2 separate regions of the Bactrocera dorsalis genome follow, and region 2 is linked to region 1. A link is a contact called in public Hi-C data. All regions are on one chromosome and are shown on one strand. Each heading gives the region's core, a stretch centred on a gene start, on an enhancer-like site or on the middle of the called end of the contact. The rest is flanking DNA. Distances are from core to core; before and after follow the strand shown. Region 1 overlaps LOC105232169 (abnormal cell migration protein 10). Region 2 holds the start of LOC105232170 (vitellogenin-1).

Region 1 (6,536 bases), core at 1,267-3,766:
TTTCACATATTACTTTAAGAATTTCACTTAAATAAGTACATACACATACAAGCTTAATTTGTAGACGCCAATTGGACAATAAGAAATTCACCTTTTAGCTTACAAATTCTTATTTTTTTTTTTTCAAATTTTACACTAAAAACTAAACGCTAATATTCGCTTCTAAATCGTAAGGCGTTAGAGTTCATTTCAATTATTATACAAATAATAAACTACTTCATAACTTTGTTCGAAAATTTTTTGCACACATAAAAGTGTATACTTACATTTACAGTAAAATGAAATGAAATTCAGTGTTTCATGGTTTCAAGTTTGCATTACATGCTGCTGGCAATCGTTAAATGTGTGTAGATTTGCCATTTTGGTACAATAATACTAAAGTACTAAATATTCTTTTAGTTGCTGCTTAATGCGAAATAAAAAATTTGGCTTATAATTATATTTTTTTTAGAATTAGACAAATTTTAAATTTCGTTTAAAAATTTTTGCTAAAATACAAAATTCGCAAGACATATTAATTGGGAGTTTGCGAAGTATTGCTTGCCTAATACAGGTGGAGCATAAAGAGTGGAGAGTTCACGTTTATTTAATGGCGCTAATATGTTTTCAAATGTTTTTGTTGAGACAAGACACATACAAAAATGTTTAGGGACGAAAAATTTAGTGGAGAGTTGTTTGGAGGGTTGTGTAGAGTTTCGCGAATCTTATTCTTTAGCATATGCTTGAGAGCTTTAACGCATACTTGCATTTTTATAGCCAATAAATTGTGTGGAGAGTTGTGTAGAGTTTTGAAAAACTTAAACCATAGCGTTTATGCACATTTGCGCGAATTGTGCTGCACATATTTGGGATTTATTAGTTAAAAAGCGTGTGGAGAGTTGCGTAGAGTTTTGAAAAACTTATATCATAGTGTTTTCTGCGTATATTTGAAATTTTTTAGTTAAAAAGCGTGTGGAGAGTTGTGTAGAGTTTCGCAAATCTTATTCTTTAGCATTTACACGCATTTGCTTAAGCGCTTTTACGCATACTTGCATTTTTATATCCAATAAATTGTGTGGAGAGTTGTGTAGAGTTTGCAAAAAATTATGATTTTGTAAAAAATGCAATGCGCTATCCTTTTATGATTCAAATGAGACATATTTTTTTTTGAAAATTTCTTAGCTTATTTTATAGATGCATTACTAAGTGCCCCACTTTGCAAATTACCTTCCCCTTTTTCCTTCAATAAAGTAGTATGGCATATTGTACAATTCCTAGGCGTAGACATTTTGAAAGCATTTAAGTAGCGTTTTGTTATCTTAACCTAAAAAATTTTGCGCGAAAACTCGCTTTACGCTAAAGCATGTATGCCCGTATGTATGTAAATCTTAAGTATTAGACGTCCATACTATATGTATTTATGTATAAGCATGTAAATATATATAAAAATTTGTTAATTTTATATATAGCTGAATTATAAACTACATAAAAAGGACATATTTTGTGTCCATTGCCGCCGCAATTCGCTTAGCAACTGGCCGCGCAGCAGACACAGGTTCTGAACCCTACCTAAGCATAACACATAAATCTCTCCACCTTTTCGGCGCTCATATACGCTACGTTCTCGCTTTTTCGCTCGCACTTTGCAACACTAGCAGGCGTTTAGGCAGCCGCCTCAGTGCCATATTTTACCAACCGCACAGAAACCAATGCCGGCGACGTTGGCCTCCGCCACATCCCTAAACCCTATGCGTCAGCTGCGTCGAATCGCTGCGTTTGGGTGGTGGTGGCGGTGGCCGCTTCTTGCGTTGTGCCGCTGCTGCAGCCACCGCCGTGCCGCTCATAGGGAATTGTGGTTCCATCATGACCGCTGTGCCGCCCATGCCGTTCGGCGCATCATTCGCATGTAAATTTTCGTAGAGCGCATACTCGCTCGGCGGCGGCGGTGGTGCGCCTGCGCCATAATGTTCCTGCACCCAATTACTCACATTGGCCGTCTCGCGGTAGTAGTGTGTGGTGGCGGAAGCATTCAAATTGTGCAACTCATCGTTGAAATCACGAAAGCCGAGCACTTCGTGCGGCGTTGTAGCCGGTTCCAGTTTGCACTTCTGCGCCACTTGCCATTTCTTGCGCATTACGCGCTGCAGATCCTTGAGAAAGTCGCGCGGCGGATTCGAGGTGGACTCCTGCAGGCGCTTCGGTGAGCCAAAGTCGATGGAACTACAGTTCGAGGAGTTCGTGGAAAGACGCGTCATATCAGCGCGTGGCGGTGGCAGCGGACAAGGCGCATAACCATAAATGGGTTGTGCATGCATTTGCATTACACACACGGGCGGCTCGGGGGAGCACATTTTGCGACGCAACAACACTGGCGAATCGGCGAAGGAGACTTTCTTTTGTGTGCCGGTATTCGTTGGTGGTGGTGGCGGTGGCAGACCAGCGGCCGCAGCAGCATTAATACCACTGTTGTTGTTGCTATTGTTCATATGCTGAGTGTGCGCTTGCCCCACGTACTCTGGTGGCGCCTTGTAGGGTGGCGCGGGTCCCTTGACCGGCGTTTGCTGCGATTTTTGCGGCTTCGCAGGCACCGCCGGCGGCATGCCGTTCGACTTAACACCACCAGCACACGCGTATTCCTGTGGCGGCTGTGGATATACCATGACGTCTTCTGGTGGCGGCGGCGGTGGCAATGAGACCAACGACAGCTGTGAGCCATATATCTCGTGTTCATCGGTAATCGGCGGCGGCGGTGGTGGTGGCGGCAGCGAGTCTAGCGAGAGTGTTGATGAGGACATGCAATTTGTGACGCCGGGCACATCGTTAACGGGTGTGGCGCGCGACGCTTCATATTCCAACAGCGGTTTGGTGCAAATGCTGGGCGTTGGCGTCGGTGTCGAATTGGAGGAACCAGATGAATTGCAAGCGGTTGCGTTCATGCTTTCGGCCGAACCGCGTTTGGCCACAGCCGCTGTGGGCTGGCGCCGCTTTAGTGTACCGCTACCGTTGCTCTCTTGCGATTTGCGGCGACTGTGTCGACGTGTTAACGTGCCGCTGCGCTCAGGCGAGGTGGCGTCCTGCACATCAGCGCCACTGCCTTCACAAATAGTAATTTCACCGACTTCCTTCAGCTGACGCGTCATAGTAGTCAACGGTAGATTCGGTTTCATCGAAGGTTTACGCTTGATGGTGCCCGTGGTGAATTCAGAGTCGAAGCCGTTGTTGTCGTCCGAAAGGCAGCCACTTGACGAAGATGAGGAGGCGCGCGAAACGCGTCCGCTCGAATTGGACATGCTCGAAACGGCAGAGGAGACGCTACCGCACTGTGAAGGAACAGCCGATGAGATGCTGCTAATCGATTCGCTGCGCATCGACACGCCGAAACTGCTCTGTGACATCACATCACCCAAACTGAGATCATCCATAAGTGTTTTGTGGCTATCCCACAGCTGTTTGCCGTATTTCGAAATGCGTATGGCCGTGATCCACTTCTCCATCGTCTCCAAATCTTCGGCGCACAGCATTTTCAATGTACGACATGTCTTACCCAATGACGAATCAACGGCTGACTTGAAGCCGAACGCATAGTCCGTGGGCGACTTCCATTTCTTCTTCCAACCCAAACCGCGATACACATTGTAGCCATTGAAGAGCGTGAGACAAGCTAAATCACGTGTATTCTTCGTTTTCTCTTTCGGAAAGTAGTAGAGACCGGAAGAGCGCAACACGAAGTGATAACGTTTCCAGCCCTTCTTCGAATCGGCTTTCATATATAGTGGACCATCTACCTGCAGCTGTGAGTTGGTCTCGAAGAACTCCTCCAACAACATGGCGCGTGTATGCTCATCATGTTGACTGCCAGGCGCCATTTGTGGGCCCGGCAAGTAGATTTCGGGTTTGGCGAAAAGCGATACCTTGTCGCTGCGCTGCTGGAAAAGCACACGATTGCCCGCATCCGAATTCCAAGTCATTAAATTGTCCACCAACAGTTCGTGATCCTCGAAGAGACGCTCTGGAAATAACAAATTAACGGTAAAAGAAATTCGCGACCCAAATTACACAAGTACTCACCCATTTGCAGATCGCCCAAGTTCTCCACCAACGCCCAATTGGCCTGCATGTGCACGTGATTCTTATCGGCCAGCAAGCGTGTCACGTGACCACATGTCATGCGCTCATCCACCAATAGTGACTTCGAAGCGCCATCCGAGGTAAACGCCTTCACAAACAATCTGCGTATGGATGGATGCTCCAACTTGTGCAGCGCCAACTGTATCTTGGCCGCCTTGCTGCTGCTCAACGTAGTGCCGCTCAGCTGTTGTTGCATATACTGTAGCTGCTGTTGCTGCTGCAACTGCTGCATTTGCTTGTGATGTAGCGCCGAGCTAGCGCTGCTCGAGGCGGACGACTCGCTGGACAAAAGCGATACCGTATCACTGAAAGCGGAATCATTGTCCGGCGACTCAGTGCGCGGCTCCCGCATCATGCCCACCACACCGCCACCCACACCAACCATAGTGACACCCATCACACTGCTCACGCTACCGCCACTGCCCACGCTACTCTGTCCGTTCTCCGAAACGCCCGAAGAGGAGGCCAACGAATGCGTGGTGGCACTGCTGCCGCACTCCGACGAACCGGATAGCGAAATAGTTGTGGCACCTGATATGGTGGAATTTGTGCGCGAATGTGTGCGTGTTGGCGGTGCTGTGCCCATATGCAGGCCGCTTGTTTGATTTACATGCTGCTGCGGTCCAGGCACACCGCAACCGGGTAGAAAGGCAGCATCACCGCAATTAATTTGCGCCTCCAATAAGCTCAGCTCGCCCAATATCATGTCCAGTTCAGACTCTTGTGTCTCCTCCAAATTGGCCATCGAGATGCGGTAGGTGTGCGATTTGGCCTCGGCTGTGGTCAGACAACGATCGCTGTACTTGCGCAGCTTAATGGCTGCCGCAGTTTGTATCGCCGCCGCCGTAGACGATGGCGACGACGATAAGACTGTCACTTGTTGGGCTGTGACCGATGTGAAGGTGTTTTCGCGCCGCAATGGGCTGCCGCTCGAAGCTAATTGCGTGAGACTTCTAATCTGTAGGCGAGAGTAAAGTGAAAGACATGTTAGTTGGCGAGTGAAAGGTGGCGACGGCACAAAAATTAATTTATTTATATAATTCATTGAGTGATGAATTGTACCAATTTGCATAATCTGCACTATATTGCAGCTTTTTGCAATATAGATCAACAACTTTCATTTTCTTTTGGTAGTGGATTTGCATTTGACTTATTTCACGAAAAATGGTTTATTTAAATCTGCGTAGTTAGCCATACATTTTTTAGTCGGCATCAATTAACAAATTTGACTTTAATCCAATAACTGCGTTATACATACATAAATATGTACATACTTGCATACAAATATCAACGTATTTATCTTTTCTTAAAATTTTTATATTTAATTATTTTATCCGTTTTGTATTTATTATATGTATATCAATAACTTTAATTAATTTTTTTCGTTTTTTTTAATATTTAATTACCGAATTGTTTAAAAAAAATTATTAATATCGGTTAATATATTTATTCCAATAATTCGTAATTTTTTATTATTGAAGTTTAAAAATTGCTTTTTACTATTTTATATATTTATTTATTTATTTATTTATTTTCTTAATCAAATTTATTTTTTTTTATTTTTTATTATGTATTTATGTACATACATATTTATATATTATTTAATTATTATTAATATTTAAATATATTTTTAAACACATTTTTTAAATATTTTTAGTATTATAATTGCTATTTTTGATATTTGCATTATATGTTTAAAATATTTATTTTTATTCTCAATACAATTTCTGTTTTTTTATTATTTTCCTTAAATTTCTGCATTTTTAATTTTTTTTTATCATAACATCTCCCCGCTAATTTATGCTCTCACTAATTAATTTTTTTGATTGCAAGCGCGCGCGAGCCATACAAAATTATGTATATTCCTACATACATACATCCATATTTATGCAAATATAAACTTCATACATATGCAAATTAATCACTTCAAAACATTTCATATGCAAATAAATACACCTTTCAATTAATTAAAAGCACAAACAAAGCAAAAAAGCTAAAAAAAAGCTAAAACACCCTTTTTCAACCAAAAACAAACACAAATATTACACTGCGCGTCTCACTTCCACCCAGTCAAGGTCATTTGCAAGCCTTTGTTATGCATATTGTTGTTACTGCTATTACAATAACATCCGGCGGCTAGCTGGAAATGTCACCGCCAACAACAACAAACCAACCTACATCCATATGTAAATGCGTTACACCCGCAGTTGTTGCATTGCATAAGCATATACACATATGCGCATACATTGTGCTCTCACACACAGGCTATGCCGCCGATACAACCAGTTTGCCACTTGAACACGCATTTCAAAGTCAAAGTTTGAGTTTATTTTTAAATTTAATTCTATACCGCAGCTAGTATTTGGTCTATCATGGCAGTTAACAAAGAATAACTGTGTGAAGTAACGGAAGCTGCGTTAGCTACCGCA
Region 2 (6,536 bases), core at 2,992-5,491, 41 kb before region 1:
TGGAAAATATGCAAGAAAAAACTAAAACATATATTATATAAAAGAGAACAGGAGTATAAGAAAAGGGGTATAAAGGGAAAAATGTAAAAAAAAATAAAAAATATATAAAGAAAGATACAAAGTAGGCAAATGGAAACGGACACAGGACTGTCGAATTTCGATAAGGAAACACATAAAAGCGAACTTGTGAACGGTTGCTAGAAAGAGAGATAGAAACGAGCGAGCGAGAAAAGAAAGCGAGTGCCAGAGCGAAAGCAAGAAAGTCCACAGCACAGCCAAGCACAGGACAACTGCTGCTCGTAAAGTATTAAAAAAGTAACAAAACGCTATAACTGCAACAAAAACAAATTACAACAACAAAAGGAGTAAAATACAAAAACAAATACAACAACAACAACAACAAGATCAAAAAACAACAACAATATGAAAACATAACAACAACAAAAATCAAGTACAACAATAAAAACAACAAGCCCAAATTTAACGACAACAACAATAAACACAACAACAATTGAATAACCCACAACAACAATGAAAACAACAAAAACTAAATAACCTACAACAACAATAACTACACACTGCTATAATAAAAGCAGATATAACAACAAAAGCAACAACAACAACAACGCCAACAACACATAAAATGTTCGATGGGTGGCAGAAATTTCGAAGGACACAACTGGACACAAAGCAAATATGCAGAAAGTGTTGGACGCTGGTGGCCGATAAGCTGGTGACAGCAGGCTGCTCGAGAGCAAAGACGCCTTTTAATATACGCAAACTGCAAAGTAAAAAACGGACAGAGAAACTGAACCCTTTCGTTGGACAAGCCAAAGTGCGTAAGGACAATTGAGGAGGCGGCAGCGGCGAGCGCTACTGCTGCGCTACAACCGAGTGAACCCAAACGAGCGGCCCGAGAGTGACCAGTGATAGTAAAGCAGCGCCAACAGCAGTGGCACAGCAGGCAGCGGTCAAGCAAAAGGGTGGGTGTGAAATGGCGTGAGGCTTACTCTGTATATGAAAATGCCCAAGAGTTACCAGAGAGTTAAGAAAAAAAGCAATAAACATAAAAAATAAAACATTAGCAGCAGCCGACGCCAGCGAGGTGGACACTTTTCCACCGCCTCGGTCAAGGGTGGGCGTTGCGGCACCGTTATGCGTGTGTGTTAGTAGCGGCGCTGCAAGTAATGTAAAGAAAATAGCCCAACTGCCAAAGTAGGCTGGAAAGCGTCTGTCGAGGCAGCAACCCTTTAACGGCACACACACATAAACGCATTCACACACACACACACTTCTTTAAGCCTACACACACGCTTAGGCGCACGCAGGCGCGCGTGTCCGGCTAGCTACCACGTACAATAATGAAAATTCACCGCACAACAAAAACAACAACAGCGCATTGTTAATAATAAGAAACAGCCGTGCGGCAGTAAAGGATAATATCCATAAAAAAGTGTGTGTTGCAAAAAATATAATAATCATAAATAAAATAATAATAATAATGCCCAGGATTTTCGCAGACACAATTGCGTCTGACTTAGGCTGAAAGGGCTTACTTTCATTTCCTGCGCGCCGTTGCATTGGTCAGCTTGCTCTCTCTATGGGCTTGTGGTGTCGAAATAAATTAGTTTGGGTTTTAACTTGTAGTTGTGTTTGTGTGTATTTGTTATTGTTTCTGCTTATTTTTGTGCGTGTTTTTGGCAGCTGTGGCATTTGTGGAAATTTGTTTATGCGCAGCTTAACCACATATGCCGTTGGCAGGTCAGATTTGCATTAGACAATTTTAAGCGCAGCAGTTGGTGCCTGAAAGTAGGCAACGCTGTGACAAATGAGCTTAGAAAATGTAATTTAATGTTGCAGAAATACAAGGAAAAGGGTTATGTAAGAACCATGAAACTTTTTTGGAGTGCGAAGTAATGTTTAGATATAATTTCTTTTTTTTCAAAAATTTATTTTTTTTTTCAAAAATTTATTTTTTTAATTTTTTCGAAATTTCAAAAATTGTAGTTTTTTAATTCTTTTTCGAAAAAAGTTTAATTTTTAATTTCTTGCTCAAAAATTTTTTTTTAATTTTTTTTATTAATTATTTTTCGAAAATAAAAAACAAATTTTTATATATTTTCAAAGCAAAAAAAAACAAAAATTATTATTTTTTTAATTGTTATTCGATTTTTTTTGGAATATTCGAAAAACTTATTCTTTTAATTATTTTTCGAAAAAAAAATTATTTTTTTAATTCTTGTTCCAAATATTTTTTCCGAAAACTCGAAACTTTTTTTTTTTAATTAAAAAAAATTCACAATATTTTTATATATTTTGAAAGTAACAAAAATAAAAAATTAATTTTCTTAATTCATGTTCGAAATTTTTTTTTTCGAAAATTCGAATAAATAATTTTTTTTTCTTTTCCGAAAATACATTTCAAAATATTTTTTATAAATTTTCAAAGTAACAAAAAGTTGTTTTTTATTATTTTCCTATCAAATTAAAATAAAGAGACCTCTGTCCTTTTTCAGACATATCTCGAAATGATGAAAATTGCCTTCCTCAAACAAAATTTATCTCAGTCGCCCACTTACCTCAGAAGGCATCTTAAGTAGACCTACGTCTCCAGTCCTAAATAACATTATAAACGCATTTTGTAATTTTTTTTAATTCCATTTATTTTCCGAGAGATTAGTATATAAAAGTACAAAAATTTTGAGGTTACTAAAGGTCACAGATATTTCTCAACCAGACAGTGTCGTCAAGCGCCTTAGTTTTGACTGTTCCTCTTGTCGCTACGCCATGCCTGATGCAAACCATGATAAGAGCCTTGTTTCTGAGCTGGAGCGCTCCGGCCGAAAGGACTCTTAGCATTCACATTGAGCACGTAATCGCCTTTCAAATCGTACTGAGCCGCAATACCCATGTAAGCGCGTTTGCCATAACCCTCATTGCTCTCATACTGCTGCATCGAACTGGCTGGCACAGCAGCGAAGTTGCGCTCATTTCCGGGACGCACCGACTCGGCATAGTAGCGTGTAGCACGCATAGCTGCCTCGACGACATTGTCAGCACCTGGCGCAGCAGAGGCTGGACCATTGACGTAGAAATCAACATCGCCGACACGTTGGCGTGTGCCCATGCCGCAGGTGCTGCTGTGTATGGCATCGACGAAATCGGCATCACCACGCGCCAAACCGCTCAAAACATTCTTGTTGCTGGCGAAGATCTTGGCGGGATCCAAAGCGGTAATGCGACGCAATTGATGACCAGTCCAGCGCTTGTATTGACGACCAGCAGCACCGGCGACCTGTGCGCCAATACCTTGACCAATCAAATGGATGATCTCCTGTGGCACATCAGCCTCATCGGTAAGTTGGACGAGCGTCTTGCCGATCATTTGGCCGGTTTGTTCGACATCGAGCAAAGCATAGCGTTTAAAGTTCGTCAAGACAGCGCCCAATTTGATGATCTATAGAGAAGAAGGAAAACTTTTTGGACGAAGCTAAGGTTTCGGCGAGTAGAAAACTTACGACAAGATTGCCTCTGTTCGATTTTTGCTGCTTCCACGATTCGCTGTAGTCCTCTTCGCTGGAAGTGGCTTGCTGACGCTCATTAGACTCATAATCCTGGTTGTTGGCATTCACTGGCTGCTGTTGTCCGTAGTAGCGTTGCATGTAAGCTTGCACCAGCTTCTTGTTGGCCTTGGCGACGGCTGGACTGGTCTGTGGGAGTCCGGTAATGAAGATGGTCACCTCCTCGTTGCCGAAGTTGGGCTGTTGCTTGGCTTTCGTCACCAGTTCGTTGAGGTTGGTCTCCACGCTCTGTCCATTAGGTCTGACGAAGACCACGGGAACATTGCTGGCACTGGGCACGTAGCTTGGGCTCATGTTGTGATTGATTTTGAACAGATGATCTGCAAAATAGTAGTTGTATGAATTATTATGACTACTAGCATTGCCAACTACTTACAAATTTTCCCAATCAAACGCTCTCCTTCCTGCACCGACATGTTCTCCAACTGTTGTAAGCTCATATCCTCCCCTGAGGGCAAAGATTGCAACTCCTGCACCAACAGCCAGCTGGTTGGCCTGAGATTGCTCGACACTTGTGTATTGCCGCTGCCGTGATTGCCATGCTTATGGCCAGCGCTGACAGCGCTAACTATTAAAACCAACAAACCGAATGTCTTCACTAGCTTCATATTGCTCACGGGTGCAACTCAGTGCGAACTGTGCTATCGCCTCGTTTGCACGCTGTTTTTATATGAAAAACGCTTGGACTCAGCATTGCGCTCGAGCGTCAGAAACTTTGCAGTTAATTGAATTATTACAACAAATTAACGGTTAATATTTTTATGCAACAATTTAGTTTACATAATCGTCAGCGGCAGTGCATTGACCGCACCTTGAGTCGCCTTAGTTAAATTTTTTTCGCTGTTACTTTTGTTTTTGCTGAATTGCAATATTGCCGAAGTGTCTGTCGGCACGGCGGCGTTGGAGGCGCTACGCTGTTTTGCCAAGATCAGCCGTATCCAACGGTGAAAGCAACTGTAGATTAGCGTGCTAGGCGTAAGGGTCGGTGATTAGAAGGGTTTATAAGTAGTACTAGTTGTAATCTATTCGCTGACGTGCTGTGCGTCAGTGTGTGTGTATGTATATGCAAGCTCGTGTTATCAGTCGAAGCTATTAATTGATTAGTAGGATGAAACGTGTCACTTAATGATGATTATTGGCAAAATATTTTTTTTTTTAATATTTAAATATTTTCCTTTTTAAATTAAATATCATTGAGAAGTCTTTTGAAAAATAATTATTTTGATTTAAAATAAATCTTTTATTTAAATTAAAATATATGTATATGATCTATGATTTAATATATAAACAATTTTTATAAAACAAATACATATAATATCTTTCTATAAAAAATTTTAAATAAATAGTTAAAAATGATTAGAAGAAAATTATATTTAATAAAATTATAAAATTCAATAACAAATAATTTTTTTAAATAATTTAATTTAAATAATTTTTTTTTAATTTTTTTAACTTTTGCTTGAATTCAAAATATGTTATAATTAGGCAAAATTTTTTTATATAAATTTAAATATTTTTTGAAATATTTTTCTAATTTAATTTAAATAATTTTTTAATTTTTTTCTGTAATTAAAATAAAATATTATAATTAAGGTAAATAATTTTATTATTGTAATTTAAATATTTTTCAGTGCATTTTTTAATTTTTTTTAATTAATTTAATTATTTAAATATTTTTGTAAATTAATTTAAATAATTTTTTAATTTTTTCTTTAATTAAAAAAAATTTTATAATTAAGGTAAATAATTTTATTATGGTAACTTAATATTTTTAAGTGTATTTTTTTATTTTTTTTTTTAATTAATTTGATTATTTAAATATTTTTGTAATTTAATTTAAATATTTTTTTAAATTTTTCTTTAATTAAAAAAAATATTATAATTAAGGTAAATAATTTTATTATGGTAACTTTAATATTTTTAAGTGTGCTTTTTTATTTTTAATTTAATTATTTAAATATTTTTGTAATTTAATTTAAATATTTTTTTAAAATTTTTTTTTAATTAAAGTAAAATATTATAATTTAGGTAAATAATTTTAATATTTTAATTTAAATATTTTAATATTTTTTAAGTTAATTTTTTTTATTTTAATTTAAAATATATATTTTTTTTAATAATTAAGTTGTGCGTTTTTTACATAATTTAATTATTATATTAATTTTTTATAAAGTTAAATAAAATTAACATCAGTAAATTAAATAAAAAATAAGAAGTACTATTTTTTTACTTTAATTTAATTTTTTTAATTAAATTCAATTTTTTAAAAAGAATTTTTTAGTTTACTTTAAATAATTTTGTTAATTTTAAATAAATTAAATTAAATTTAAATTAATTTTTAAAAAATTATAAAAAATTAATTAAAAATAAAATTTTATAAAAAATTAATTTGTTATAGAATTATATAAAATATTTTTAATTAAGTAAAATCAAACTAATAAAGTAAAATTTATGAAACATTTTCGATTTTACACAATTTTTTAATATTTTAAAAGTTAAATTGTTTAAACCGAAACTCATTAAGATAAACAATTTTTAATTGAAATACGTTTAAAAATTTCTACATATTATAAAAGACATTCCAAAAGCATAAGTCAAAGTTTACAATGAAAAAAACAATATTTTCATTATAAATTTTTAAAATAAATGTTTTTATATACATTTTTTCAAATATTCTAAAAAAATAAATTTCTAAAATTTTCTTAAAAAAAATTTAAAAACAGGTGTATTTTTTAAGCAAAATTAAAACTATTTTCAAAAAATTATATTATATATAAAATTAATCTTAATAAACAAATTTAACTTCAAAATAATTTTTTTTGAAACTCTCTCAAATAATCTAAAAAGAATAAAAAGCATCCATGCAATATTTGCCTTTTATAAAAAGAAATCGATTTCTTGCGAATTTTCTTATTCAAATATCAACATTTGTGTTCTACATACACACTCACCACT

The links. Hi-C and Micro-C count contacts between places; a contact is called where the count stands out from the background.
Region 2: a contact with region 1 is called in a Hi-C map of whole body, with 2.2 times the contacts expected there. The contact joins the promoter of LOC105232170 here to the enhancer-like site in region 1. A contact is called at or near these places in 2 of 2 Hi-C or Micro-C datasets (both in whole body).

What each region holds. Positions count from the first base shown.
Region 1 is chr4:7,462,796-7,469,331 of ASM2337382v1, reverse strand. LOC105232169 (abnormal cell migration protein 10) reads right to left here. Exons shown (of 3, transcript XM_011213794.4): 2 at 4,048-5,065; 3 at 1-3,988. The coding sequence ends at 1,719. Among protein-coding and RNA genes, the nearest start is that of LOC105232169, 32 kb to the right of the region's middle. Within about 2 kb of position 2,516, the one cell type or tissue checked has open chromatin away from gene starts, as enhancers often do.
Region 2 is chr4:7,505,054-7,511,589 of ASM2337382v1, reverse strand. LOC105232170 (vitellogenin-1) reads right to left here and starts at 4,241. Exons shown (of 3, transcript XM_011213795.4): 1 at 3,958-4,241; 2 at 3,519-3,901; 3 at 2,681-3,457. The coding sequence starts at 4,189. The coding sequence ends at 2,756.